Regions from separate parts of the Mus musculus genome. Here all the other regions are linked to region 1. Evidence: chromatin contacts called from public HiChIP or PLAC-seq and Micro-C data. All regions are on one chromosome and are shown on one strand. The core of a region is the stretch at or near the end of the contact, and the rest is flanking DNA. Distances in the headings are between cores, read along the strand shown.

Region 1 (7,365 bases), core at 3,107-5,606:
ATATATATATATATATATATATATATATATAAATTTATATAAACTTTCTTAAGCAGTGTACACAAACGACCCTAAAATTCCACTGGGAGACTCTTAACAGTTAATAAACACTGTTGGCCAAATATATGCACACAAAATTAACTCACAAAAATCAGTAGCCTTCCTATATACAAATGACAAACACACTGAAAAAGAAATCAAGGAAATAACACCTTTCACAAGAGCCTCAAGTAAAATAAAACATCTTGTGGTAACCTTAACCATGCAAATGAAAGACTTGTATGATAAGACATTAAAGAAAGAAACTGAAGATATCAGATGGAAAGATCTCTCATGCTGTGCTCATGGATTGGTAGGATCAATCTAGTACAAATGGCCATCCTAAAAGCAATCTACAGATTCAAAGCAATTCCAATCAAAATTCCAACATAACTCTTCTCAGATCTTGAAAGGATAATTATCAGTTACATTTGGGAAAATACATACACCAAAAAACAAAACAACAACATCAACAACTAAACAACCAAAAAAAAAAAAAAACCCAAAAACTATAGAAACAAGATCGCTAAAACAATTCTGAATAATAAAAGAACTGCAGGAGGAATCACCATCTTCAACTCCAAACTGTATTACAGAGCCATAGTAATAAAAATAGCATGGTATTGGCAGAAAAACAGACAGGGCAATCAGTAGAATCAAATTGAGGACCAGGCATAATTCCACAGCACACCTTCTTTTATAAAGATGCCAGAAACACACACTGGAAAATAGACAGCATCTTCAACAAATAGTGCTGGTCAAACTGATGGCTGTATGTAGAGAAATCCAAGTAGATGCATACTCATCACTCTGCACAAAATTCAACTCCAAATAGATCAAAAACCTCAACACAAAAGCAGATATGCTGGGCCCAAAAGAAGAAAGAGTGGGGAATAGCCTTAAACTCCCTGGCCCAGGAAAAGACTTTCTTAACAGAACACTGTTAGCAGAGGTACTAAGATCAACAATTAATAAATGGAACCTCATGAAACTGTAAAGCTTTTGTGTGGCAAAGATGCAATCATTTAAACAAAGAGGCATTGTGAAGAATGGGAATAGATTTTTTTTTTACCAACTATGTAACCAACAGAGGACCAATATCCAGAATATATAAAAAGAACTCCAAAATCTAGATATCAAGAAAATGAAAATGGGGTACAGATCTAAACACTAAATTCTCAAAAGAGGAAACTCAAATGGCTGAGAAACACTTAGAGAAGTGTTCAGCATCCTTAGCCATCAGGGAAATACAAATCAAAACAACTCTGAGATTTCATCTTACACCTATCAGAATGTCTAAGATCAATAAAACGTGTGACAGCTTATGTTGTCAAGGTTGTAAAATAAGAGGAATATTCATCCATTGCTGGTACGACTGCAAACTTGTACATCTTCTATGGAAATAAGTATGGTGATTCTTCAGGAAGATGGAAATTGATCTACCTCAAGATCTAGCTATAACACTCCTGGACATATACCCAAAGGATGCTTTATCCTACAACAGAAATGCTTGCTCAGCCATGTTCACTGCTATTCTATTTATAATAGCCAGAGATTGGGCACTACCTAGATGTCTGTCAGTGGAAGAGTGGATAAAGAAAAGTTAGTACATTTACACAATGGACACAGATGACATCATGAAATTCTCAGGTAAGTGGATGGAACTAGAAAAAATAAATCATCCTGAGTGAGTTATCTGTTACCCAGAAAGACAAGTATGGTATATATTTCCTCATATGTGTATATTAGCTGTTAAGTTTATGATAACCAGCTATAGTATGTAGAACCACAGAGATTAAGTATACAGTAAGGAACTAGGTGAGAAGGATAAGTTAAATAGATAAATAAAATAGCAGTTACGAATGGATGCAAAGCAGAGATAAGGGGTGAGATACTGGAAAGAGATGGTCAAGTGGGGAGGGAAAGAGAAAGGAAGGGGGACAAGAGAGGGAATATTAGGAGAGACAGCTAAGATTAAGGGTTGTTTGAGGGGTAGTATGGAAATGTAATAGAGTAGAAGCTTCCTAAAATATATACATTTATAAAGGCAATCTAAATGAAATTGCCTAATAATGAGGGAGACAGAGCTCCAACTGGATGTCTCTTGCTACCAAATGATGCTTCCAGTACCAGGAATGGGTTACATCTAACAGAAGTGTTAGCTAAAGAGGTCTCATGGAAATCCCCAAACAACTCAGGATATTGCCAAGACTATAGGGTGCTCTCCACAAACTGATGGCAATGACCTGTTGCTGAAGACAACACCTTTACAACTCATTGAACATAGAGCCCCTACATGCAAGTACTCTGCAAGCTACCAAAGTTCTCTTGCAAACACCAACCCAGACACAAACCCTCCGATCTACCATGATGCTGTGCCTTCAAGATATGCTAGGACAAGGGTGACACAAAGCTTGTGGGAGTAATCAACCAACATCCTGTTCCTTGTGATAGAACCCATACCCGACACTGGTTGGGTGACTAAGACCCTGACACTACATAGCCCAGATACTCAGGATAAAACCAAATATTACTATCCTACTAAAAGAATGTAGTAATAAGATGACTCCTTATGACATTCTGCTGTACTCATAGGCCAGTGCCTCGCTCAGGCATCATCAGGGAAGCTTCCTGCTGTAGGAGATGAGAACAAACACAGAGGCCCACAGTCAGGTATTATGCAAAGTGTGAGGATCTTGGGGCACTCAGCCCTAAATGAGATGTCTCTATTAAATCCCTCCTATCAGGGCTCAGGAAACCCCAAGGAAGAGGAGGTGAAGAGAGTGTAAGAGAGAGAGGAGAGAGAGAGCGAGCACTAAGAAAAGAAGTCCCTCCAAATCAACACGACCAAAGCTCACATGAACTCACAGAGACTGAAGCAGCCCACACAGGACCTGCCTGGGGCCCACCAGGTCCTCTGCACTTAGATTAAGGCTTCCGGTTGGTTGTTTTTAGGGGATTCCTGAGTCTGCAAACAAGTGAGTTTCTGCATTTTCTTGTGCTTTCTCTTGGGCTCTTTTCCTTCTGTTTCTTTGTCTTGTCCAATTCTGATGTGATACTATGTGTTTTATTTTATTATATTTTATTTTATTATATTTTATTATTATACTCTTAGAAGCCTGTTTGTATTCTAGTGAGAGATGGAAAGGGAGTGGACCTGGGGGAGGGGGAGGAACTGGGACGAGTAGAGGGAGGGGAAACTGTAATCACGATGTAGTATGTGTGGAAAAAAAATACATTTTAAATCCATGTTTTTTAGCTTATAGACTTTAAAGATCCAAAAAGCATGGTGTTGGCTCCAGAGAGCACCCCCTGCCCCTGAGGGAATCACTTCATGACCAGCACAAGGGCAGATGCATGCCTAAAAGGGAGAAATCACACAATGAGTTAAAAAGACAGAAAGAGGGGAGGAGCCAGTCATGACCCCCCACCATGCGAGCTTTGGACGTGGATCATCTAAACCATAGTAAAGAGCAATGTTTTAACAATGTTGCTCACTGCACCTGGAGAGACAGTTCAGTGCTTTTGCAGAGGGCCCACGTCAGGGAGCTCACAGCTCCCTGTACCTCTAGCACCAGAGAATCAAATGTCCTTGTGTGTTGTTTAGTTCTTTGTCAATTTGACACAAGCTAGAGTTAGCGAAAAAGAGAAAACCTCAATTGAGAAAAATGTCTCCATCAGATTAGCTTGTAAGACATTTGTGGGACATTTTATTGGTTAATAATTAATGTATAGGCACCCAGGCCATTATGGGCAGTACCACTTCTGGGCAGGTGGCCCTGGGTTTATTTAAAAAAAAAAAAAAGGCTGTGGGGAGCAAGCCAGTAAGCAGGGCTTTTATTGTCTCCGCTTCCATTCCTGCCTCCAGGTCCTGCTTTGAGCTTCTACTTTGTCTATCAAAATGGACTGTGGTCTGTTATCTGGAAGTATGAGCCAAATAAACCCCTTCCTCCCCAAGTTGCTTCTTGCCTCACTAAGACCGCCCTCTTCTGGATGGCATAGGCCCCTGCACTCACATGTGCATAGAACCACACATACACATATAAGTTTTACAATAAAATAAAAAAATTTAAAATATTGCTAATACTCTCACTAGGCAAAATCAAATAGCATTAATCCTACATGGGCCAGTTTTGGAGGGGAGTCCATTAAAAAAAAAAAAAGGATTCCAGTCTATGAACTCAAAAATGATAGAAGAAAAGAGAAAGCCACTTGCTGGGTTCCAGCCATGCTCACCCAATAGATGAACAGACACAGCCTGAGAGCCCAGAAGCCACATCTGTGCCACAGCAAACCATTGCTGAATGCCATAGACATTCAGAGTTGCTTCCAGATGGTCAAACCCACAAATGTCAGAATGCACTATATCGGCAAAGCTTAGTCACGGGGCATGAGGCAAAGAAATTCCTGAACTCTGAGGCCTATAAACAGGATCCCGTGTGCTGGTTTGTATCTCACTCTAGTTACCGTATTTGGATCTTGATGTGAGCAGATGAAGCGTTAAAAGCCCATTGGCAATCAGAGGCATCTAGGGAAACTATGTCTAGGTGACCTCCCACCAGTTGCTGTTTCTTTAGTTAGCTGTGTTACTAACATTAAGCATTACTAACATTAAGAAAACCTTACTTTCTAGAAACACAGAGAATAGCTGGAGATTTGTTTTTTGATATTTGGGATAGTTTTAAAATGCTTTTGTGAATCAAATACAAAGCTGTTGGGTTCTGTCATATCTCAGTGGTGGGGACGAGGAAGGTACATTTTACTCTGCCGTTCTTTTATGTATTTTTGAAAGTTTTCACAGTAAGACTTGGAAAGGAGGGAGGAAAAGAGGACTACTGGATAATACTGCCTTTATTACAATTTCACGTTGGAAAGGAAGAGATGTCTATCCACATTTGTAAACACATACTTCATTTTGCTTCTATACTGTGACTGTACAATGAAGATGTCAGCCAGTGTCGGGTGGGTGTTCCCACCATTGTATAGATGATGAACCCCAGGCTTAGGCTAACTGTGTTTGCACACAGAGGACAGGCAACCACGGGAGCTGCTGAAATCAATTGTCTCTGAGCAATCAAAAGCAAAGCGCTATCGTCCCTTATCTAAAGTTGCTTTCCACGGTTCCAGTTACCCACGGTGAAACACAATCTAAAAAGAGTGAATAGAAAATTCTAGAAACAAGTGGTACATTTAAAAGCATATATCACACTTAATTGTTATACATGCTATGTCGTATTGCAGTTGTCAATTCTCTACTGTGCTTAAACCATAGTTCACCACAAGTGCATACACACAGGAAAAACACAGGCTCTCAAGGGTTTGGTACTATCTGAAGTTTTAGACATCCAGTGTGTGTGCGAGGGTAGTTGTCTTAGAATGTATCCCCAGTGGGTAATGGAAGACTCCTGTAAGCTAACAGCTAACGGTCTGCCTCTGAATCTCTTGATTATGAAGAGAAGGGACAGTTGCCACTTTAAGACCTTATGCTAACTGGTGCTCACCACACTGGAAGCTGCCAGCCATCTTGATTCAGGAAGAAGCCATTTTGGTTCACCACTTCTCCTTTCTCCATTCACTTAGGTAAAGGAACACGAGTTCTGACTTGGGGCGTGTGAATAACGAAGACAGACTTTCCATAATCAGTCCTAGGCCGGGCAGGAAGGGGAGTACAGCGCTCCAATATGGACTCTATGCATTTCATGAGAAGCTGAGCCCTTCGTGCCTCTCCTGAACATTTGGGATCCTCTCTCTCTCAAGGATCACTTTCTTCAATGTTCATCCCTACTCCAAAACAGCTGACAGCCTCTGGAAGTCCTTGCTTGAGCACAGCATATGTACAGACAACAGACTCAAAGCCAGACCACAGAGGGTCAAATTCTGGCCACTCGGAGACTACCTTTTCAACTCTCTGTCTCAATTTCCTTTTCCCCTTTAAAAGGATAATCACGACTGTTTGGGCTTGTGGCAGGGAGATAAGTTATTTCAAATAAAGTGCTTAGGACAGCGCTAACTCAAGCACTCAATGTGAACATCATTTATTATCATTATTATCTGTCATAACTGGGGAGTCAAACCCAGAACCTCATGCACTGTGAATCCAGCATGACATGAGCAGTTTATTCTTGTAACCCACCTGTATTTGGTTTGACCCTGAACCCTGTTTTACTTTTGCACTTAGGGATCTATAGTAAAGCAGGAGGTTCAGGGTAACTGTCCCATCTCCCTCTCCTTAGTCTTTTATGGGTGCTTCCTTCCTATTGGCCAGACCCAGCTGGAGGCCAGAGCCACAGTAGTAGTCAGTTCCACTGGTAGGCAAGAGAAAAGGGCAGGGAATGAATCTTCAGGGGGCTATGGAGACTTACCAGTGCAGACAGATTTCTACTGAAGCAAATGTCACTCAGCCGAGACTCCCCTTGCATTTATCCTTAGAGTTTCTACCATGTGGGGCTTGGTGAGAGTTAATATTGTGAAATGAAAGAGCAGGGACTTTAATATCAGAACCTGGTTAGAACCTAAATCTTGTCATCTACTGACTATCTGACCTTCAGAAGGAAGAAATCTGACCCCACCTTGTCCGATTCTCACATCCTATATTTGTGAGCTGAGTACCGTTGTGCTGGCCTCCTAACGTTGTTACAAGAACTAAGTTAGAAAACTTTTTCCATGACCCTCTCTTACTTCTAACTACTTAAAACCTCCTTAAGACTGGGGCTTACGTCAAATGTGAAAAAAAAAAGTTAGAATATGCACATATGTTGATGGACAAGCGATCTCAGTGAATTCAAACCATCGTAGGCAATTTAAGGGCTTCCTGTGGTCTCTGTTTTAAGCTGGATCAGCCTAGTGAGAAAAAGGATCGAAGGGTTCATAGGGTTCTAAAACCTTGCAAGTCAAATGTTGTCCAGCATCTTCTCCATCACACGGGAGCCTGTTAGGAATGCAGAACCATAGGCTCTAAACCTTTGCCCATCACAGTGCACTTTAACAAGATCTCTAAGTGAGTTGTGCGCACATTATAGCTCAAGACGTCATGCTTTAGGAGCTAAGAGACCCCAGAAGCCGTGCAGATTCTGACTAAGGTACCTCATTTTCTTTTTTGTTTTTTGTTTTTTTAGTATTTATTTATTTATTTTATGTATGTGAGTGCACTGTCGCTCTCTTCAGACACACCAGAAGAGGGCATCGGATCCCATTACAGATGGTTGTGAGCCACCATGTGGTTGCTGGGAATTGAACTCAGGACCTCTGGAAGAGCAGTCAGTGCTCTTAACTGCCGAGCCATCTTTCTAGCCCCTGGTACCTCACTTTCTAAGCGAAGAAAATGAC
Region 2 (7,365 bases), core at 3,146-5,645, 370 kb before region 1:
CCGCCATGACCATGACTGTCTCACCTTCATTCTCCTCCTGCTTGCGGAGGTGGCGCAGGACGGGCTGCAGGTTCATGTAGAGGCGGTGGCTGTTGCTCAGGAGCTGCAGGAGATGCCGGGAGCGCGTGGGACACCCTGTGTAGTAGACCAGCTTCCTGGCGGAGGGAAGGCCATCTGGCAAAATCTCAAACTTCTTGCCCTGTGGAGGAAACATGCTAATCAGACTGTGGCAGAAAACTTTACAAACTGCCAAATTCCCCTTTATATTTAAAGTAAGATTCTTATAGACGTGTGAAGCTCAACTGACCATCCTCTGAGGGACATGTTTCCTCATCAGAGCCGTCAAAGGACATGGGACACCAACTCTGGGTTTCTGGGAAACCTGGAGGGTGGGTTGGGTTGGGCGTGTTCATCGTCTTTGTCCTAGCATAGGAGACCCCTCCCTCCAGAAGCAATCCTAACACCTGAATGTAGCAAATAAGAAATGGAGCTGAGGCCAAGCACCAGTGGACTGTAGTTCACAAATAGACTGTGCGTTTTCTTTTAAAGCATTGGTTCTTCAATTTATTGGACCCCAATGCTGGGACGGCAATATCTGAGCACTAAGCAGGCATCAATTCATTTAATCCTCACAAGACATCTACAGTGAAAAGCTTGCTATAACGGTCCAAGAATGAATGAGAGAAACCGAGTCACTAGCTCAAGGTCACACATGTAGACTGCACTGGGAAACTGGTCAAAATGGATTCCTCTCTCCAGGCTAGAATCTCAGGATCAAAAATCCCTTGAGGAAAGGAATGAGGCTGAGAGATCTGTCATCTTCAACAAAATCTTAACTAAGAGTGATGTGGTGTGAGTTTCAGGAGTCGATGATCACGGTGCCCTAGAGAGTCTTAACATCACTACTGATTCTGGGCCATGAAGAGGGCAAACTGGGTCACAAGTTTCAGTTTTTTGTTTGTTTGTTTGTTTTGTTTGAGCCAGGGTTTCTCTGTGTAGCCCTGGCTGTCCTGGAACTCACTCTGCAGACCAGGTTGACTTCGAACTCAAGAGATCTGCTTCTGCCTCCCAAGTGCTAGGATTAAAGGTGTGCGCCACCATGGCCTGGCTCTGATTTTCACAGTTCTGGAAAAGGTCCAGACCATGGCAGCAGTGGTGTGGAGTGTGGGCAGAACATGTTGCAGTTTACATGTGAGCGAGGCCAGAGCAGATGACACCCAAGCAACTATGCAGAGTTGGGCCTTCTGAGTGGCAGGCTGTGAGGAGCCAGTGTGAGGCCAACAAGCTAAGATGGCCCTTCATCTGCACAGGCCCTCTCGTCTGCAGGGAGGAATGTATGTCTACAACGTCCCCAGCTGCCGCTTTTCCTGGTCCACTTTTCTCAATTGCTTCAGAGCTCAGTAAAATTGTGGATTTCAGTGACCTCCAAACAGACACAGATGACAGGGACTGCAACTCTTTGAATGTTACCACGGAGAACATGACTGTCCTAGAACCTGCCTCACCCTCAAGATCCTGAAGATGAAGCGCTTCCCTACTGCTTACAGCAGACTGCTGAAGATGACAACGGGGTGAATGTTAATAACCGGCATTAATGGGAACATCTTTTGATGTCACTTTCATCCTTCACTTGCGCTAAGAACCATCTGAGGCCGCCAGCCAGCCTCCACACTGCCTCATTTACCCTGCATGCCAACAGGCCGGCTGCTGTGGACTTTTAAATGGTTCTATTCGATCGATTTACCTTATATTTCCCCTTCTCTTTCCTCCTCTGCAATTCCAGTTACTTAAGACAGTGTGGCAGACACTGGACGCAGAGATTATAGTCTTTGATTTTAATTTGCTGCTGACATAAATAACTGGTTATGAGGATACTCATGGAAGCAAAATGTCAGCTTTTTTTTTTAAAGCTTTTTAACATTTATTTATTTTGTGTATGCTGGGGTATGTGTGTGTGCAAGCCACTTTGTGTATGGGGGCAGGTCAGAGACAGTCTTGTAAGTTCAAGGGATTCAATCCAGGTTGCCAAGTTTGGCTGCAAGCCCACCAAGGTGAGTCATTTCACCTGCCCCTAGCTTCTACTTAAAAACAAAACAAAACCCACCCCAACTCCTTTCAAATAAACAGACTACTTTTGTTTTTAGAAACAGTATTTTCAAAGTGAAACCTCCAAAATTCTCAAAATCAACGATGAGACTTCTTTTCCCCCTCCCTCCACACCCCTCTTTCCTAAGTTACTGTACACTCACTCACCACAAACACCAACTTCCCAACATTTGTCCAGGGGAAATCATAGAGCAATTGTTTCTCTTCTTCTAGATTCTGTGGAAAGAATTTCGGTATATAGGGAGTTAGGGGAAATGGGATAGATTATCTTAAAACTGTCTTGACTTATAACAAACTAAAACTCAGTAATTCAAATCTGAAACAGTCCTCAGCCCTTTTTTGGAAAAGGGCCGACAGTAATTAAGATCAGCGACAAGAGCCTGCATCCCCTGTGCACTGCATGCACTGGCTTCCGAAGGCAACTGTCACTCAGTTCTAAGTTTAAATATGAAGTCCAAAGGACTCAGACACGCAGCAACTGAGAAGGGACTGAGACTTCCAGAATTGGATATTTTCCCACCAGGAAGATAAGACATCTTTATAGCTTCCTCACAGGGAGCTACCTCCTCCTAATCTCTAAAGGATAACACTGTCCCCACCCATTTATGGGACACCATGTGTATCAGACAACCGTAATGCACGCTGAAGTTCCTGGGTGGTGCTTTTTAAGGTAGGAGAGAAGAACACGACAATTCATAAGCTCCAAGGGGCAACGTGTGGACAGTGACACTCTGCGGGTATCAAGCCCGGGCTGCTCGTCCACCCTGCATTTTCTGCTAAGGACTGACTACTGTCTAGGCAGGCAGAGCCACGCCATCCACAGGCTTAAGTCACCCACCTCTGTGCTGACAAAAGGGAAATGAGGACTGAGCTTTGGTGGGGGTCACACAAGCATTCTCTGTAGTAAAACCTGCCCAACACCATTTGATACGAACCTGAAAAATCTGTATTCCTCGCATGGTCAGTCCTAGGGTCAGTGAGCCTTCAGCCTCCCTTTTATCCTGACAGAATAAAGGTTTATGAAAAGTCATGTTTCCCTTCTATAATAAACAACTGAACAATGAAGAAAAAGACATTTCAGAACTGTAAGTTGTTTGTTTTTCTTTTTTTTTTGTTTTACTTAAAATAACTTATCAAATCTTTCCACAGTCTTTGTTTCCTGAAAGACTTAAGAAAAATCTTGAGTATTTGCTAACCCAGCTGCATCCTCTCCTGCAGACACCTTAGACTTCAGGTTTAGAGTTCAGCGCTGTATGCACACTTCTGAGACTACTCTAGGTACACATTTCTCTGAGAGCTCCAGCACATGGGCACTGCACGCTGCCCTCGCCATGTGAACGTTCTTACCTTCCCCGTGCTTAATGAATGTGTGGATGTTAGAATGTCAGGGCAATGTCCAGTTACAGTCTGAGCTGCGTCTGACTTTATGGTTTTCAAATCCTGTAGCTTTCCTAGCTCCCTATCTGTGATTCAAAAAGGACAGACAAGTGACCAAACACCGAGGGCTCTCCCTCAGAAGGTTGATAGTGCTATTTTACTAATTGCTGATATGATATACATTCCGTTGTGTATGTATATGTGTATATAAATGATAAACCTTAAGCCATTTTAACTGTAAGGAAAAAACAGTACAATTAAAAAACGTGCTCAGATTTGGCCAATCTTCAAGGACTTATGTGTAATGAGTAAGGCATGAAGCCTTAAAAGTTACTAATAAATATTCTTTTTTTTTACCAGATATTATAAGACAATAGATGAATATTGTCAAATCTTTATTAAATTCAAAGGATGCTTTGGCTTATCTTATATGCCTGGGTATTTTCCCTGGCTGTATGTCTGTGCACCACCCATGTACTCAGGGCTGGCAGAAGCTGAAGTGGGTGTTAGACGCCCTGGAACTGGAGTAATGATGGCTGTGAGCCACTGCTTGGATGGCAGGCATAGAACCCATGTCCTGAGAAAGCGCAACAAGTACCCCAAAGCACTGAGCCACCTCTCCAGCCCCTGGGTCTTTATTAAGTTTAAGGCCAGTTTTCTCAGGATCACAGGAAGAAGCATTAGAAAGCATGGTCTTGCCTGGCCTGTCTCTGGCATGGAAAGGCACATGCAGTGCTGGGCTCAACGGAGCCTGCTCCATCAGCACACACTCAGGGCAGGTTCCCTCCCCAGGCGATGTCCACGCTTTCTGAAGTAAGCCTGGGGCCAAGGCAGTGCTGTAGTTCACGTCTGAGACGTGTATGGGAAACCAGGCAAAAGGTGCTTCCTTCAGAACGGTCTGCTTCCCCTTATGAGCTGCCCGTATGTGAGTCAGATGCAACGGTTTGACTTCTCCAAGTGGGCGGTGTCTGTCAGGTACCAGTAACTCATCTCCCCGCTTCAGTTACAGCTTTTGTTAAATGTCTTTTTAAAGCAGATATTTTCTATACAATGCAGAACTATATACTAAGCAAATTTTCTTTTTCTTTTTTCAAAAAGATTAATTTGTACACATCAGTTTTATTGAAAGATTAATTTCTAATCAGATTTCTTTAAACTAGCAAATAAAGCAATAGCAGCGATACGTTCTGAACACTTGCTGATGTCACAGGCGTCCTGCCTTGCCGTGTCAGGACTGTTAGTTACTGCATGGACCCCTCTGGCCTTCACAGTGCAGTGTCTCCCTTATTCAAGAGATGGCCCATGACCAGTACAGCTGCCCAGATCCCCAGGGCCTCTAACTGACATCCCATCCCAAGGCCGGACTCTGTCCAGTGTACTGTTTATATTTCTAATATACTTCAGAATAGGAGCCGACTGTCCCAGACGCCACTTATAGGAATTTTCTTGTGTAGAGTGAGATGTCAGAATGAAATTTCTCAGAAAAAGTGAGTCAGCCCTTTAGGAATTTCGACAGAGATCTACGGTCCTCCATATGCCTTCCTAGGATGGAGAGGCAGTAATTTGAGGGAGCCGGAGGGAGGGAGAGAGAAGAAAGGAGGGAAAGGGAGGGAGGGAGGGAAGGAGGGAGGGAGGGAGGAAAGTAGAGGGAGAGGGAGGGAGGGAGGGAGGGAGGGAGAGGGAGGGAGGGAGAGGGAGTGTTCTGAGCTTTGGAACCAGCCAGGAAGTTACATTTAGTAACATGACCACCCAGCAATATGACCAAACATATTCTCCCCGGACAATGGTCCCATTTATATTAACTCAGCGTAAGGGGTGCGGTAGGGACAACCAACATATCAACAAAATCCCATGCTGATCATCATGCCTGTCATGTGACAGGTATGGCTCACTGATCAATTCCCACAGTCCTAAGGGGTAGGTAGGTCCCAGTGTCCTTTAACCTATGAGAAATCTGAAGCACAGAGATGTTAAATGCTTGCCTTGGGTCACATAGTAAGGAGCCAAACTGGGATTCAACCCACGGTCAGACCCCACGGGCCATGTTTTAACAACTTCGTCCCACTGGGTTTGCAAATATACCCTGAGTACTTAGAAGAATCCAGTTCTAGTCAGGAATGACCCTTGTCAGGATAGGGAAGATACAGAGAGGAGCACGGAAGAGAAGGCAGAGCACGCTGAGGCCCAGCATGAGTGTGCAGAGCATCTTCACAGCGCTCTGTGGAAAGGAGGCCTGGGATACATAGGATGCAAAGAGAATACGGAGCACCCGAGTCCCTGAGGCAACTAACTGATCACAGAAACTCTGTCACCCAGGAGCCTGGGCTGCAATCCACATTTCTGCCACTTGGTTTTGCAACCTTAGTGAATTATTTAACTTTTTTAAGCCTCAAGTTTCCTGGCTTATAAAATGATCACTTTTTATACAGTGTGGGGGTTTGAAGGAAAAAAAGGAGGCATACGGTGCTCTGTCTGCACTGGGGTCGGTGGGAACATTCCCACAATTAAAGGAATATAATGAGGGTGGGGCTTTCACAGGGCAATACTACAATAACATTCACCAAACATCTTGCAAAGGTTACTCTTCCAGGCAGAAAAAGAACTATAGCATAAGGCCCTCAGAGGCAGATCACCATCGCAGCCCTTCGTTATCACACGTTACAAACATTTAAGAACTCTAACATGCTGCTTCCGGGCTAGACCACGGAGGCCTGACACGTGTAACCAAGGGCAGGCCAAAAGAAGAGCTTCCCACAGCTTGTTGTAAGAGGAAAGCAGAGTTCTCAGGCGAGCTGAAATCTCGCGCAGGAAGGAGGGTTTTCCTACCTTGTACAGTCTGTAGTAATGGATGGCGACGTCGTCCAGTCGGACGGCTTCTTTGATGTACTTTAGGTAGGCCTCGGAGGCCGTCAGGGCAAACTGGTCCTTGTGCATGTTTGGGATGTGTTTCAGGATGTAGTCCTTCCCCCGCTTGGAAACAACCTGTGGGGACACCGTGCCCCAACCGACAAGAGGATGAGAAGCTAATTCAGGCCACATGAAGCTGGATACTTCTCACTAGAAAATTCTAATTTTTATCCCATTTTCGCTGTCTTCTTAGGCTACCGGGAGGAACCAGTTAAGGTTGTAAGATATAACGCCCACTTGGTAGAACAAACAATCGTAATTGGGGAAAACAGATTCTTTTGGTTTAAAGAGTCACCGACGTGAGCAGAAGTCCCACGCAAACTGAAGTAATTTCACATACTTCACGGATTACGCTCTTAAACGATGGTACTGTGGGAAGAAATGATGTCAGGGAACAGCTGCAGGACTGAAGTCCCACTAACTCCCACAATCCCCCACACAGAACGTGAGACTAGAAACGTTCATCTGGGGAAGGTAAAGGACCAGGCGGGACTCTTTGGAACACTGGTTTTCACAGGAAAGGCCAGGAACTCTACTTGAAAACACAGGAGGAAACGGTTTCGATTCAACACGCCCTCCCTGTGATTTGCTGGGGCTTAGAATTGGATGGGGTCCACTGAGCTTTCTTTCTTCCTTTCTTTCTTTCTTTCTTTCTTTCTTTCTTTCTTTCTTTCTTTCTTTCTTTCTTTCTTTCTTTCTTTCTTTCTTTTTTAAGATTTATTTATTTATTATATGTAAGTACACTGTAGCTGTCTTCAGACGCACCAGAAGAGGGAGTCAGATCTCGTTAGGGATGGTTGTGAGCCACTATGTGGTTGCTGGGATTTGAACTCAGGACCTCCGGAAGAGCAGCAGGGTGCTCTTACCTGCTGAGCCATCTCACCAGCCCCCCACTGAGTTTTCAAATGTGAGTTACACCCTGCACCCGGTGGCTGCATACTGAGGGTGTTGGGAATGGCCATGCGGATTTCAGAA
Region 3 (7,365 bases), core at 2,652-5,151, 340 kb before region 1:
TGGGCACATGACTCATATGTGGATCTATAACTTATTTTGCTAATGACTATCTTGAGAGCTAAAAGAAATTTCTTCTCTTCGTGGGAGCTAACCTCTCTTTCCTCTCCACACTTCCCTCTGCGGTCATTTCACAATTATATTTAACCAGTGAGATTTGCTACACCTCAAAGTTAGGAATGGAAAAGAACTGTACAGTAGACTGCTCTGGTCTCAAGGTTAAATGAGGTATTGCTTCTTGACTTGAACAGAGCGTGTGAAGAACCAAACAAGTATGTCACATTGTGATAAAACAGCTGACACAATCTCCTACATCATGGCTGGCATGGCCAATCACTATAACGTATACTGCATTATCTACAGAAACAGTCATAAAGATAGTCACATCTTTGGATTTAACAACCGCACTTCTGGAGCAATAATCGCACGGGAGCATATTACACCTGGGAACAAACACATCCAGTGAAATAGCATGCATCTAAGAAACGGATGTGTATATGTGGCAAGGTGCTTGTAAACCATAGTGCATCAGAGATGCCGTCAGGAAGAGCCATTTGCCACACGTCCTTCCAATGACAAACACCACACCAGCCATGGCCACTATGCACCTTTGCAGTACAACTACAGGAGCAATGCAGGGATCCAAACCAATAAATAAGTAACCGGTTTGCTCCTGAGCACCCTGATGCTTGGTGAAATCTTCCTAGTTGAATAGCCTATGTTTGAAATTTTTGGGACGAGACCAGAATGTTTCAGGTTCTAGAGGTTTGCCAGTTTTGGAACACCTGCCTAGATATAACAGCAAAAGTTCCTAATGTGAGCCTCCGACATGGAAAACTTCTGGAGTGTCCTGGTGACAGGTGCCTATAAAGCTTCTGGTGCCACAGCATTCCAGCTTATGATGTCATATGAGGAGACGACCAGCCTGTGTGTGTGCTTGTTATCCCTCAGACCGCTGCTAGATTCTGGCCACCAGAGATCATGAGGACTCCTCTGAGAGGGGTCAAAGACAACGCAGTAGAAACAACAGAGAGTTAATACTATTATACCCTAGCTAAATGCTAAGTGCTGCTATCAAATGGGCCGGCACACTTGTCAGGAGGACGGCCACTCAGACAATCACCTGCTTCAGCTATCCTGACGGTTTTTTTCAAGCTCTACTGTTGCTATTCCAACTCCTGATCCCAACCTCTGCCTCTCCATCATTATTTCCTGTAACATTGCACTCTACTTGCTTGAGCGAGAAGGTTAAGCGGAGGGCAAGGCAGCGGAGGTACTCGAGGAAGCCACAGTGACTTTTCTTGCCCTATTCCGTCAAAGCAGACTTGGATGCCTGTTTTCTAGACTGCAGGGACAAGCACCATTCTATTGCTCAGTGCCTAGAAAGGCTTTGTTCTTAGGGCCCATAAAAGGGGTCAGGGCCATCCGTCATTCTTCCTAAAACCCTGACACAAATGTCATATTTGCCCCACTCATACCGCAGAGAAAATGAAGTTAAGTCACTCAGTTAAATAGCACTCCTACATTTGAATTCTTAGTTGAGGAACACAGGTTCACATGGCATAGTGTACTGGCTAGTTTTGTGTCAACTTGACACAGCTGGAGTTATCACAAAGAAAGGAACTTCAGGCATTTTCTCAATTAGTGATCAAGGGGGAAAGGCCCCTTGGTGGGACCATCTCTGGGCTGGTAGTCCTGGGTTCTATAAGAGAGCAGGCTGAGCAAGCCAGGAGAAGCAAGCCAGTAAAGAACATCCCTCCATGGCCTCTGCATCAGCTCCTGCTTCCTGCCCTGCTTGAGTTCCAGTCCTGACTTCCTTCAGTGATGAACAGCAATGTGGAAATGTAAGCTGAATAAACCCTTTCCTTCCCAACTTGCTTCTTGGTCATGATGTTTGTGCAGGAATAGAAACCCTGACTAAGACAGCATAGTGATAAAATGAAAACAGACAACCTGATTTGTTTTGATAGCTAATCTTTCAAATCAGAAAGACTGGGGTTGGGGAGATGGGGTAAATAACAGAGTGATCTTCAATGCTTAAAAGATCTGAGTGCTCTATAAACATTTAAAAATTATCTTAGAAGGGAAAAATAACATCCCTCTTCCTGTACTCCACCCTTTGGATAACCCGCTCCATGACGACTGCTTTTCTCACCAGGATTTCCACATTCTCAGACTAGCAGGACTTCCTGCTACTCTGTTACCAACCTGTACCTCTGGCCATGAATAATGCATGTGTTTGCACCTGTAGTGATTCTCTGGAACACACGACAGCCTAGGCACTGTGGTCCTCCGTCACTCATGTTCTGGGTCACTGCGACTCATTTCACTGCCTTTCTTTTGCTTTTACCAAGCTGTTTCCTCTGCCCAGAACATCCTCCCTCGCATCCTGTCCCATCTGCCAACTTCTTCAAGAAAACAAACCCCATCCTTCCTGCTCCCTAGACAGTGCAGGTGCAGGTCTAGGAAGCCTGTCTCCTGGTCCCTGGCTGTCAGCAGCTGCTGCCTCTGCTCCTGGTCAGCGGGGAGCTCGTCCTTTGGCTGGGACAGGTTTTTATTAGCTTGCTAATGCTTGGAACAGCTCCCCTGCTACACTGGGAACCTTGCTGAGACCTGCTGAAGACTCACTGGGAACCCCTGTGAGACTTGCTGAATTTATTTTAGACTTGCTAGCCAAAAAAAAAAAAAAAAAAAAAAAAAAAAGAAAGCAAAGAAATTCCTTAGTGATTAAGTGATATTATGTTCCTTAAACAGCCTTTGGCTCATAACTGTAATCCTAACATTCAGTCAGCTGAGGCAGGAAGGTTGTTGAGTGGTTGAGTGTTTCAGCCCCTGCCTGAACTACACAGTGAATTATAGGGCAGCCTGGCTACAGAGTGGGACCCTGTCTCAAACACTAACGAATAATCAAGCAAGCAAGCAAACAAATAAATAAATAAATCCTTTTTCCTCTATGGATATTCAGTACTGACCACAGCTTTTTTAATATCTACAAGAGTATAGACACAATGATTACATCTTGTCTTTTCCTCAAAACACATCCCCAATACTCTCAACAAAGAGTATTTAAAAAGTCTCCATATTTCTGTTACAGCAATTTTTATTAAAATATACACATATTAAGCCAGGGAGTGGTGGCACATGCCTTTAATCCCAGCACTTAGGAGGCAGAGGCAGGTGGATTTCTGAGTTTGAGGCTAGCCTGGTCTACAGAGTGAGTTCTAAGACAAGCCAGGGCTACACAAAGAAACCCTGTCTCGGAAAAAAAAACAAAAACAAAAAACAACCCCCCCCCCAAAAAAAAAAACCAAAACCAAAACCAAACCCTCCCCCAATAACAACAACAACAACAAAACTCAAACCAAACAAACAAAAAAAACAACCCCCCACTCCACAAATACACATACAAAAAAGGCATTGGTTTGATTCCCCAAATTGCAAGTGCCAAAAAACCACCCCAGGGAAATGGAAACTTGGACACTAGAGCCAACTGCTTGGTTCTGACTCTGTTCACTGATGGACTCACCAGTCATTTACTAGCTGTATGACTCTGGGTGTGTCCTACTCCCTTTCTGTACAGAACATGTGTTGTAGGGTACTGTAAGGCACAGGGTAAGGACAAATCTCGACTATTTACACAGCCTGACTCATTAAGTAATTTAAGGAGAATGTATAAAGCTAATGACTTAAGTGGATTTGATGGAGGAGCACACAATGTCATCTAGGACCTGATTTCTTCCTGACACCTTGACATCTGAAGGCTGGTGGTGTCTCTCAGAGGGGCTTCATTAACTAGAATGCGGTAGCACACAAGGATCCTCAGCTAAGGGTCAAAGGTCATGGGTCACAATGCCCCATCAAAGCAGCAACAAGTCCGTTTCTACATCCGGGGGTAGAACCAACTTCCTCTAGTACCACAGGGAAGCCAGGATAGTGTGGCTGGGTAGGCAGTCAGCAGAGAGGGCAGAAGCAATGCTGGAAATTCACGGATTTTAAACCACAGAAACTTTTATTTCCTCAGCGTTCTGCATTCAAAAGTCATAGCAGGCTTAGCACTGAGGCACAAAAATTCCTTTCAGCCAAGATGAACTTCCAGCCTGACACAGCCAACAAAAAGTGCTGTTCTCAGGGAAAACACTGGCCCGAAAAGCATCTGCTTCTAATTTCTACAATGAAATCTTTGATTCCTTCATTCACGGGACTTGCACTCAATTCCATCTGACACAGGAATTATGGTTTTGTAAATGATAACTTTGTTGTGAAATTCTCATTAATACACACACACACACACACACACACACACACACACATATTTAAAACTAACTTTTTGATGTTTTTCCTGAAATACTTTTGTTCAAAGAGAACACAGTTACAATGACTTCAAGAAAGATGGAATGAAACATTTGAGAAGTTGCTATCTGTTTTTGGAAGACCACTTTTTCCATATCATTAAATAGTTCCTCATAGGAATACACATACAAGTTGGAAACAGAGACATCCCCTGCCAAGAGTAAAGCATTCAGTGTTCAAACCGCTCACAGGGAAAAGACGTGAACTATAGCTAAAGATGAATAAATATAAATCTCAAAAATGGTGCAAAAATCAAATTAACAGGAAGATATGACACAATCTCTATGACTAACAAGTTCAAAAACAGTCAAAAATAAAGAATGACTCGTTTAGGAAGACAAAGGAATGATTAATCTCAAAACTGCATTAAAAATTACATAAGACATTTTAAGCTCTTTTCTATGTGTGAACTTCCAATTTAGAAGGTGACATCAGTGAGTATGGACAGCAAAAATCACCACACACTGGTGGCTGAGTTTTAAAACGATATACAAGCCTGCCACACTGCACAATGGGACCCACTGAGAACTGTGTGCAGTTTATCACATTCTACATTATTATAAAAGATTCCACCTACCACATAATTGCTATCACAGCTTTGAGACTGAAAAACAACCTCCAGGGCGCTCAGTGTTAGTGAGAGCTTAGGAGACATTTAGTGATAACATGTGTGTTCCTGTCTCGAGTTTCAAAGTACATTAAACAGAAACACTGTAACAAAGTACAACCAGAGAAATCTTCACCTCTGTGGTACTTGGGAACTTGACAGGCAAAAAAAACTGTCATTTAAGCAAATGACCCTGCCAATGTGGGCTGGGCTTTTCCTTATAGGATTTTCCTTCCCTGCTTTAAAACAGCAATGAATATGAGATAATTTAAATCTCTCTGGAAAGTATAATAGTTATAAATTTAATAGAAAGTTAAACATTTGGAAGCATTTGACTACGTCAAACATACTCAAGTGCTAATAAAATGTCTTTTAAAAAAAATCTGACAGCCATAGAATTATATGGGAAAACTTACGAAGCTAGAGAAAGACTTTGACACGCCAGAAATTCAACTTTTATCCCTATATATATTAACTATGAGGCTGAGATTACACTGTTACACAGACACACCCAGACATGTGGTAGTTCCACAAGGTATGGCTTCGTACATGCATACATATACACATGACCTGTGCATATGTAATCTGGGGACAGACACCCTTTTCAGTAAAAGATCAAAAGCACAGTCTACAGGCATCAAAGGAAAACGGTCCAACAAAGCTTTACACTGCTATGAAGTCTTGTTTTACACCCCCTTGGGGATTTTGCTTTGAATACATGAGTTGGAGACCGTCATATACAGATGGAGCTGTAATTTATGGCTTTAAAAGTACTTAAGGAAAATGATAAAAGTATGTGCTCTGTGCCTGACCTATTTTTTACAGCTTCACAAAATGTTCACCATAGCTACTTTCACACAGGGAGTCTCTATCAGACACATTAAAAACATCTGCTCCGGCCCCGCCTTGGTGAAGAGTCCCAAAAGTGTCATCAAACTCATGAGCTGGTCTGCTCTGTGGAGATCAAGGTGGGTTGTGTCGTCGCTGTTAAGTGGCTGTTGGAAGATGGGGGAAAGCCAGGCTACGGCCCTTATATTGTTCCCCAGGGAAACTTCACCTTGACGCTGTCTCTTACCTAGTAGCCAGTATTTAGTTCCTTCAGCTTCTGGAAGGTAACTACCAAAATCAGACAGGTCCGCCAGCTGGAATGTTATTTTTGAACGGAACGGCATTTACCTGTGGGGTAGCATTCTGCATGGCTCCCCCCATTCACAGGTCTTATTTCTCTAACTCTTATTACTAGGGTTTTGAAATAAGATGCAAATCGGGGGCAATGTAATTATTCTTCTACGGGGATGGAAACGGAGGCGTGTGCTGCGCCTCTGTGCCCTGTGGTATGTGAGAGGCTGACTGAGTGCAAGAGTGAGTCAGGACCAGCCTAGTCCAGTTACCTCGCTCTGACCCACCTGTCACTGGAGTCCTGGTAGTGCGATGTGCATCTCCCTCCACACAGCACATTCCTTCTTGCGGTAATCACCCGCTGATGCTGTGAGAGACTTACAGTCTAGTTCTTAAAGGGTGTGGAGGAAGGAAATCAGAATCACACCTCACCCTACACTAACATGTTTAATCTTCCATGAAAAATGGAGCCATATGCCTCAACCTTGAAGGTTACAGTTTTTAAAAGTCCCAAGTCAAACAAAACCAGAAACTACCCCACCTTAGCTCTGTACTTTTTTCATAAGGCTGTGACCACACCGGAAAGGCAGCTTATTCCTGGGATGAGCCAGGGACTTTCAGCCTGGGTGAACTGGCTAGGTGGCTCATCTGTGGCCAGCTGTCACTCACAGCAGGACCAATGCCCATCACCAGTGGTGCAGCACCACCCTATCAACTCCATCAATCCTAACTGGGACAAGCCTAGCTCTTGCTCGTAGCCTCAGAACCATTTCATCTGAGTCAGAAGCAAAGCCTTTTGAATGCTTTAAGTAAAAGCGTGCATCTTGCCAGCCCAGTGGCACACACCTTTAGTCCCAGCACTGGAGAATCAAAGGCAGGCAGATCTTTGTGAGTTTGAAGCCATCCCAATCTACATATTTAGTTCTATAATGGCCAGACCTACATAGAGAGACCCTGTCTCAAAAGAACCAAAAATAAGAAAAGTACTCGACCCAGTGAGGGCTCAGTGGATAAAAGAGCTTCGTGCACAAACCTGAGTTCAATCCTAGCATCCCAGAGTGGAAGGAGAGAACCCAGTCCTGAAGCCACTCCCACTCTGACCACTAGACAAGAATCATGGCTGTGTGCGCACACACAGAGCACAAATAATTTTTTAAAAATAAATTAAAAAGGAAATAAGGCCAGGCAGTGGTAGCCCATGGCCTTTAGTCTCAGTACTTGGGAGGCAGAGGCAGGCAGATCTCTGTGAGTTCCAGGCCAGCCAGGACTACATGGTAAACTCTGTCTCAAGT
Region 4 (7,365 bases), core at 1,494-3,993, 290 kb before region 1:
AATGATGGCGACTTAAAATTGTGATAATGTTGGCTCTTCTATCTAACAGGAGAGGTAATGTTAACTGTCTTTCTAGGTCTCAAGCTATACAATGTAACTTTTATTATCAGTATAATTCTCTTCTCCTATCTGGAACATTTAAAAGCTTTCTAATGGGCTTAATTACACAGCTTTAAATTTGTACACGATTGGACTGCATCGTCATTGAAGATGGCATTAAATAGGCAAGCGTGCGTCCCAGACAAAATTTCCAACCTCCCTTAGCTCCAATTTGCATTTTAAAAATTCATTTTACTAACTTGTGGAGTATAAAATATTTGATGCTGATGTTTGTCTGTCTCAGCATTGAAGTTTTTAAGGCTAAGTGAAAAACATCCCTGTGGGCTCCTGGGGCAGCGGCTGCAGACGATGCTCTGATTCACAGGCTAAATAAAGCCCAGCACAGTTCATTTAATGAAAGACATAGAAAGAACACACACACACACACACACACACACACACACACACACACACACGGACACGGACACGGACACGGACACGGACACACACGGACACACAGACAGACAGGCAGACAGACAGAATGTCTCACATGTACTCCCCCTACGAGTCATCTCACTATTAGGAAGACTACAATATTTAAAAACTGAGAATAAAGAGAGGACAGTTCTGAAACCGACAAGCCCAGTTTACCTTTTATGTGTTATTCAGAGTCTCCAAGACACTTGAATTTTTCCTGTATCCCAACGTTTGACTAGCAATAGCCACAAGGTTCCCAGGAAGGACTGCAGTTTGCAAACCTTCAGAACAGTCGATGGGAAAATCTGAGACTCTGTTTCCTGCCCTGCGTGTGCTGTGCATTGATACCTTGCTTTCCTTCTCTTGCTCCCTTATTGAGCAGTTTCCCCACTGTCTACACCCAGCACAGCAAACATAGTCTTTATGCTTAGACTGCTCAAAGTCTAGTGACAATGACAGGAGTTAGCCTGGCTCCTCAGCACAGCAGCTGTGCTGGGATTGGGAGCAAAGTGGCCACGGGTGTCCTGGAGCCACAATGGGCAGAGTGTATGGCGATACCTTGAGAAAGAGAAGGAAAAGTCACCGAACCTGAAGAGGGGTGAAGAGGCTTTGTCAGCAGGGGAAACGCAGGACGTGAATTTGACCTTGGCAAAAGTCACTGACAGAACTGGGAGGGGAAGGCATGATTCATGTACTGCCAGCATCCAGAGTGGCCAACATGGGTCGAATTTTCACAATCTACTATATCTGGGTGTTTGGGTGTGTTAAGGCCATTTCCTCGATTGACTGTGAGGAACCACGAGGGCTGACTGGTCCATCCAGACAAAGGTTCTGCATTTAAAATTGCATTTCATTTCCTAAAACATGAGCAGAACTTCTTCCAGGATCGTTTTTTGTTTACTTTAACACCAATCTAGTCCTTTCTGGCATTCCATGTGCTAGAGCGCTGACTTCGCTTGTGTATCGAGGCCAGTCAGTTACTTTAAGTTTTCATCTGGCTTAATGGTATCCTATATCCTAGCACTTGGAAATTCAAGAGTAGCCTACACTATATTATTGCAAGACTTTGTTTAAATAAATACATAAATATTTTGATTTAACTCTTTTTTTTTGAGGACCAAGCATTATTTAGTCTCATTGTATTTTTCAAGAAAACTAAGGATTTTTTTCTTCTGAGACAGAGTTCCTCTGTGTAACTGGGGCTGTCCTAAAACTCTCTCTGTAGACCAGGCTGGCCTCTAACTCAGAGATTAAAGGGGTATACCACCACCCACCTTGTTTGAATTTTTCTTTATCTGAATATGTGTGTCCAAGTTAGTGTGAATGTACACTACATATGTGTGGGTTCCCATGGAGGGCAGAAGAGAGCATCAGATCCCCCGGGGCTGGAGTTTCAGATGATTGTGAGCCGTTTGACAGGGATGCTGGAAACTAAATTTGCTCCTCTGGAAGAGCAGCAAGTACTCTTAACCATGGAACTGATTTCCAGGAAGGAGAATAAAAACATCCATGGCAAACAAACCACCAAATGAATAATTGGTGGTAGGAAACTTTATCGAAGGGAGGTGCCCGTAAATGCACTTCTATGAGGATGCTTCCTGACTGGAGCCTCTCTGGACCCTCGCTCTTCACGGCCAGCGCAGCACTCAGAGTCTCTCAACTGGACAATCTGAGTGGTGCAGCTTCACTGACCTCATGACTCACCCAGATGTGGCCCCACTGGCAAAGGATGTAGGGAAATCGCCAGGTGTTGGTCGCCAGGTGAGCTGTACTCGTCAGTTGTGGCCATTGATTCCTGTTGTGTTCTAAAAGAACAGGCCTGGTTTACCTGATGCATGTCATGGTTACCCTCTTTGAGCTGGTCTCCTCTGTGACCACGTGAGCTTGACCCAGATGGGAAGTCTCTTCAGTTCTAATTTTAGCACCTCTGCCGGCGTTTGCTCTTAGCTATGCCTAGCAGATTCTGTCCCCCAACTATAAAGTGGGGGTAATCATATTGACCTACTTACACTGGTTTGCAAGGAGGGCTCTGTTGTATGTTTTCTATACCGTCAGTGTTTCCGAATTACATACATTTAAACTAATGGTTTGAAATGAATCGTTTTTGTGGACTTTTTTTTTTTTTTTTTTTTTTTTTTTTTGGTTTAGAGATCCCGGACACAGTGAGGAATAGCATCTAACCAAGCAGAGTTATCTAGCCTCCTGTGTGTTCTCATGAGGCTCCGCCCATCTCCCTGAACAGCCCTCAGGGTGGAGCAACCAGACATTCAAGTCTCTTTGGAAGCTCAGTTGGGTGACACAGGCCATTCTGGTGTGCTGTGGCACTAAGGGAGTTGATCCCGGCAGTAGCTCGGCCTTGGGTCGCAGGGGAGCAGCTCAGCACTGCAAGAAGCAGGCAAAGCGGCAAGGCAGAAAAGCCTGTAGCCCCGTGTAGTTGGATCAGTGGGAGTGGCAGGCCTATTCCCTTAGGGAGGCTACACGTCTAACTCCACACTTACAGCCTTTGAGTCACCCCCTCAAGCACAAATAACCAGGCTGCCAAAGTCACGTGTGGTGGTGAGATAACTTCAAAAAGTTAAGGCTTAAAAGGCAGCTTCCCTTGAGTGCTGAGTTGGACACAAACAGTGGCGTGGTTAAGTGCCACTCTGTGTTTAAAGTAAATTATACGGCAGCCCTGGAATGTGGCGCTGTGAAAGCCCCGTAGCAGCAAACAGCCTCGAGTTCACCAGCAAACTCTGGCAAGTCAGCTGGCTGGCTGGCTTGGATGCTACATCTTCCTCAGGTACCTATTTCTGTCTTGGAGGCCATCTCCAGAAGCAGCAGAACTTGAAGAAACGTGTGGGTGCATTGCGCAGCTCCGGAAATCTCGTGCTAGCAGCCGAGTGTATGTTTGCAGCATGGCTCGAGGTCTGTAGGTCCTCTATAGGACTGTAGTCACTCACTCTTCATCTACGGGGCCCTGGAAGGCAGCTCAGGCCCATTGTGACAGCAGAGGAATGGGTCTGGACATTATTCTGTCTTGGCATGTCCTGAAGGGACGGGACTTACACTGTTCAGGGGTGGGGAATCTCCAGCAGAAAAAGGCTCATGGAAAGAAGGGACGTTCCCAGGAGCTAGAAATGATGGTTGTGGACTGCTGGCTGCAGAAGCTGGCATTTTGAGGGTTCAGAGCTTAACTTACTTCTGAACAGAAGGGTACAGGGGAATCAGAGCTCTGTCACTTGAGATACTCTTGGGAATCACACGTTCTCAGAGAAAGAGACTCAGACTTCACCCCTCTGCCCTTGATCCTGGCACCCAGCCCCCATGCATGTGCCAAATCCGGGGAACTTTTCTTGAGGTCGGGGGAGAATCATTTCCCTATCTCCTCCTGAAGCTCCCGTGGTAAGCGACTGCTGGCATCTGTATTCCTGCTAATTAGCTGCCCTTGATGGATTTATTTCATCCAGTGGTAACTTCTAGAGATGTTCCCAGGCCAATTTAAAAGTGGAGTGCCCAAACCAAACTGAGTGGAAATCAGGTTTGGATGGCCTCCACTGAGCGGTCAGGCCAGTTCCCATGGGGTTTGAACTCTTCGTTCCCGGAGAGCAATAAAGTCGCAGAGAGAGATTTCAAGAAGAAATTCCACATAGACCATTTAATTCAGCTGCTCCATTTTGCAAATGAGGGAGCTGGGGGTTCATGAAGGTGAATAGCTCATCGGGCAGAGCTGGTCACACTGAAAAGAGCACAGAATGTACTGCCGACTACACGGGAAACGTGTGTGTCTAGGACAGTGTGGAGAGTCACCATGAGCAAAGGCCTCGGCTGTTACTCCAAGCTCAGTTTTCTTTGCACTTTCCGACTTTTTTTTTTAAATGGAGAAATGTTAAATTCCTACAGAAAACACATGAATTCCAGCTGTTGAGCTATTTCAGATATTCCAGAAAATAAAGTATAGAAAATTCAGATATAAAGTAGTTGACATAGTTTTGGTAGGGTGAGCTGCTTGGAAACACGAAGCTTCCCAAACATCTAGATAAATCTGTGTCCTGGGTTCTAATCACACCCTGACCACTTGCTATAGACCTTTGCGCTCTGAGTGTGGGGAGGTCTTGGCATCCACTCTCCTTTAAAAGTAGTAGGGGTCATGATGACAGAGAACTGCTTTATTGAGAAGAAATCATTCTTGTCATATTCATGATGTTTCCAAGTGGTATGTTTTCCTTTATATACTAGCCTCTGATTTGTCAAAGGGGAGATCTAGGATGTTCTTCTCCCCTCCCCTCCCCTCCCCTTCCCTCCCCTCCCCTTCCCTCCTTCCCTTCTTCCCTTGTCCTCTCTCTTCCTCCTTCTCATTTATACCTCAGCTAACATCCATCTGCAATAAGTGCTTATGTAAGGGACACTGTTAGCTAGTCACATGCTTAACTCAGACCTCCTGTGATTTATTAAACATAAGCATTTTTTCATATTGTGTTCAATTTTCTCACAGATATAAATAAATCCCCCATTTTAATATAAACATAAGAAGACTCTTTTTTTTTTTTTTAAATCGAATCAGGACCAGTCAGTGCGAAACTTATGTCATGAGAAATCTCTGATGTGTACAGAATAGCAGGCTCAAATGGAGCTGAACTAACCATCAAGGCATTCCGAAATCCCCAGATGCTCCATTGAGATTTTGTCTTATTATTGGAAATTCCTCAGGCACAGGGAGTCCCAGAATCACCTGGACTTTGTTACTATCACAAATGCATACGTCTATATACTGCATGTATGCACATAACAGGTAACTGTGAATTTGTAGTTACGCGATAAGATTTTCCAGAATGTACTGGAATAAAATTACTTCCATTTTGCTTCCATGATTCTGAAAAGTAGACTCCGCAGCATCATCTCCCCTACTGAATCCCATCCTCCTGTGGATTAATTGTTCCGATCCATGGCAGCACTATCTACCCAGCACCTCAGACCAGATGGCTGGCCGACAATTATGTCTGCTTGTTTTGTTTGTTTTCTGTGCTGGGGTCAGAATCCAGAGCCTTGCACATGCTAGACAAGTGTCTGCCTCTGAGCTGTGACTCCAAACCCTAGAAGTCAGTCCCCTCAACATTCTTCTTACTCGACTGGCACAGAGACCTGCCGATTCCAGTTCCAAAATGTGCTTTGCGTTCTCTCTCCACCTCCATTGCCTCTGTTCTTCCTAAGCCACCACTGGGTCATGGGCCACTCTCCTACAGCCTCCCAATCCATTTCCATCCTCTATACTTGACTCTATATAACCTGTGTTGTTCATAATGACCAGAGAAGGTATAAGATGACAGAGACGTGAGCAAATGGGCACCTGCTTCCAGATTCCTGAATGTACGTCTAAATCTCTTTCCATATCTCTCCTGGCTCCCTAAATCCCAGCTGCCATAGCCTTCTTTAATATTGAAAACATTTCCTTCATTTCCTCCATCCTGCACCATACCCAAACACAGACAATACAAGTTCGTTAGGTCTTAACAGCATGTAAATTTCCAGAGAAGTCTTGTACCCTAGCTAGTGTAGGCAATGTATGGAACACAGAGAGTGTAATTGTTACTCTCAAGTATACCTTAGTCCTCTCTTAAGAACTTTTACAATTATAGCCTGGAGAAATGTGGCAGTTAAGAATACCAGTTGTTTTGCAAAGGACCTGGGTTCAATTCCCAGTACCTACATGCCAGCTCACAACTGTCTATAACTCCAGTTCCAGGGCATCCAATGCCTTCTTTTGGCCTCCATGGGGCACTGCACACGTGTGGTACACATACACATATATAGACAAACCACACACACACATACAAGAAAACTAACAAATCTTAATGCATGTGTTATTCAGACAGGCATGAGTATCCTAATGCTACTAAATTCACTTACCGACTCACCAGGTGAGTTTTGCTCCTCTTTAAATAAGACAGATTTTACAAGTGTAACAAATGAGAAAAAGTGGATTTTCAAATTTCAGCACTACTCAGCACACAGGCAATAACAATGACAGTGACTGTTGTTGCTCTTTATTTTTACAAATATATTTTAATTGAATTGTAATACTTATGGTGTCTAGTGTACCAGTTCAACACTAAGTATATGATATAAATGGATCAGATAGCTGGCATCTCCATCACTTCAGACATACATTTTTGAAATAATTTCTATGTGTCTGAAACATTCAAACTCTGTTGAATGTTGCTTCCGCTGTCCTTATGTGCCAGGATTACTCCAGTTCTATCTGCCCATTTAATCCTTCCAACAACTCACTCTATAAAGTAGGTAATGGTATATTTAACCATGTCAGTGTTTGTTTTTGAGTTATAGCCTTGACTGTCCTGGAACTTGCTCTGTAGACCAGGCTGGCCCCAAACTCACAGAGATCCACCTGCCTCTGCTTCCCAAGTGCTGGGATTAAAGGTGTGCGCCATTACTTCAGGCTTTTTTTTTTTTTTTTTTTTTTTTTTTAAACAGATAGTAAAGTTAGAGGCATAGAGAACTAAAACCACTAACCCAAGGTCTGGAGCACACACGTAGCACCAGGTCGATTTAAATATATTTAAATATGATAATGTAGATTCCTGTTGATTATCTCACTGAAGCGCAGTTGTGACAGAGCTTTGCACAGTCAGGTTTTCCCTGTTGAGCAATACTCCAGGTTATAGAGGAACTTCTGGCTCATCTCCACCAGTGTTCCCTTTCTTCCCTACAGCTCCACTCCTGCTCTCCCAGCTTCTTCCCCTTCTCATTCCTTCCCTCTTTCTGCCTGCTGTTCAGTCATGAAGTCTCCAGTGGGGCCACGTTTCTGTCAGGCTCTCATATAGAAGGTTAAGCATCCCCACATTCCAAAGG

The links. Hi-C and Micro-C count contacts between places; a contact is called where the count stands out from the background. HiChIP or PLAC-seq counts read pairs in DNA pulled down with a chosen protein or histone mark.
Region 2: a contact with region 1 is called in an H3K27ac HiChIP or PLAC-seq map of embryonic fibroblasts, with 11 read pairs. The contact joins two enhancer-like sites. A contact is called at or near these places in 3 of 484 Hi-C or Micro-C datasets (bone marrow-derived macrophages, embryonic stem cells and nephron progenitors), 3 of 115 datasets of contacts at active chromatin or transcription factors (embryonic fibroblasts, embryonic stem cells and extraembryonic endoderm stem cells) and 3 of 9 other capture datasets (adipose tissue, liver and pancreatic islet).
Region 3: a contact with region 1 is called in an H3K27ac HiChIP or PLAC-seq map of embryonic fibroblasts, with 11 times the contacts expected there. The contact joins two enhancer-like sites. A contact is called at or near these places in 2 of 484 Hi-C or Micro-C datasets (bone marrow-derived macrophages and embryonic fibroblasts) and 4 of 115 datasets of contacts at active chromatin or transcription factors (T-cell acute lymphoblastic leukemia, embryonic fibroblasts, embryonic stem cells and 1 more).
Region 4: a contact with region 1 is called in a Micro-C map of muscle stem cells, with 2.9 times the contacts expected there. The contact joins two enhancer-like sites. A contact is called at or near these places in 6 of 484 Hi-C or Micro-C datasets (CD4 T cells, the G1E-ER4 cell line, bone marrow-derived dendritic cells and 3 more), 4 of 115 datasets of contacts at active chromatin or transcription factors (embryonic fibroblasts, embryonic stem cells, fibro-adipogenic progenitors and 1 more) and 1 of 9 other capture datasets (embryonic stem cells).

The regions. Positions count from the first base shown.
Region 1 is chr12:70,509,287-70,516,651 of GRCm38.p6, reverse strand. No RefSeq gene overlaps it. Among named protein-coding and RNA genes, the nearest start is that of Gm32219, 23 kb to the left of the region's middle. Within about 2 kb of position 4,356, at least 19 of the 459 cell types and tissues checked have an H3K27ac peak or open chromatin away from gene starts, as enhancers often do. A contact at or near this core is called in embryonic fibroblasts and muscle stem cells, where this site is marked.
Region 2 is chr12:70,882,766-70,890,130 of GRCm38.p6, reverse strand. Frmd6 (FERM domain containing 6) reads right to left here. Exons shown (of 14, transcript NM_028127.3): 7 at 6,310-6,465; 8 at 3,042-3,107; 9 at 2,254-2,322; 10 at 25-199. Among named protein-coding and RNA genes, the nearest start is that of Gm32664, 17 kb to the left of the region's middle. Within about 2 kb of position 4,395, at least 26 of the 459 cell types and tissues checked have an H3K27ac peak or open chromatin away from gene starts, as enhancers often do. A contact at or near this core is called in embryonic fibroblasts, where this site is marked.
Region 3 is chr12:70,848,242-70,855,606 of GRCm38.p6, reverse strand. The region is part of intron 1 of Frmd6 (FERM domain containing 6); the gene reads right to left. Among named protein-coding and RNA genes, the nearest start is that of Frmd6, 26 kb to the right of the region's middle. Within about 2 kb of position 3,901, at least 38 of the 459 cell types and tissues checked have an H3K27ac peak or open chromatin away from gene starts, as enhancers often do. A contact at or near this core is called in embryonic fibroblasts, where this site is marked.
Region 4 is chr12:70,795,314-70,802,678 of GRCm38.p6, reverse strand. No RefSeq gene overlaps it. Among named protein-coding and RNA genes, the nearest start is that of Frmd6, 27 kb to the left of the region's middle. Within about 2 kb of position 2,743, at least 85 of the 459 cell types and tissues checked have an H3K27ac peak or open chromatin away from gene starts, as enhancers often do. A contact at or near this core is called in embryonic fibroblasts and muscle stem cells, where this site is marked.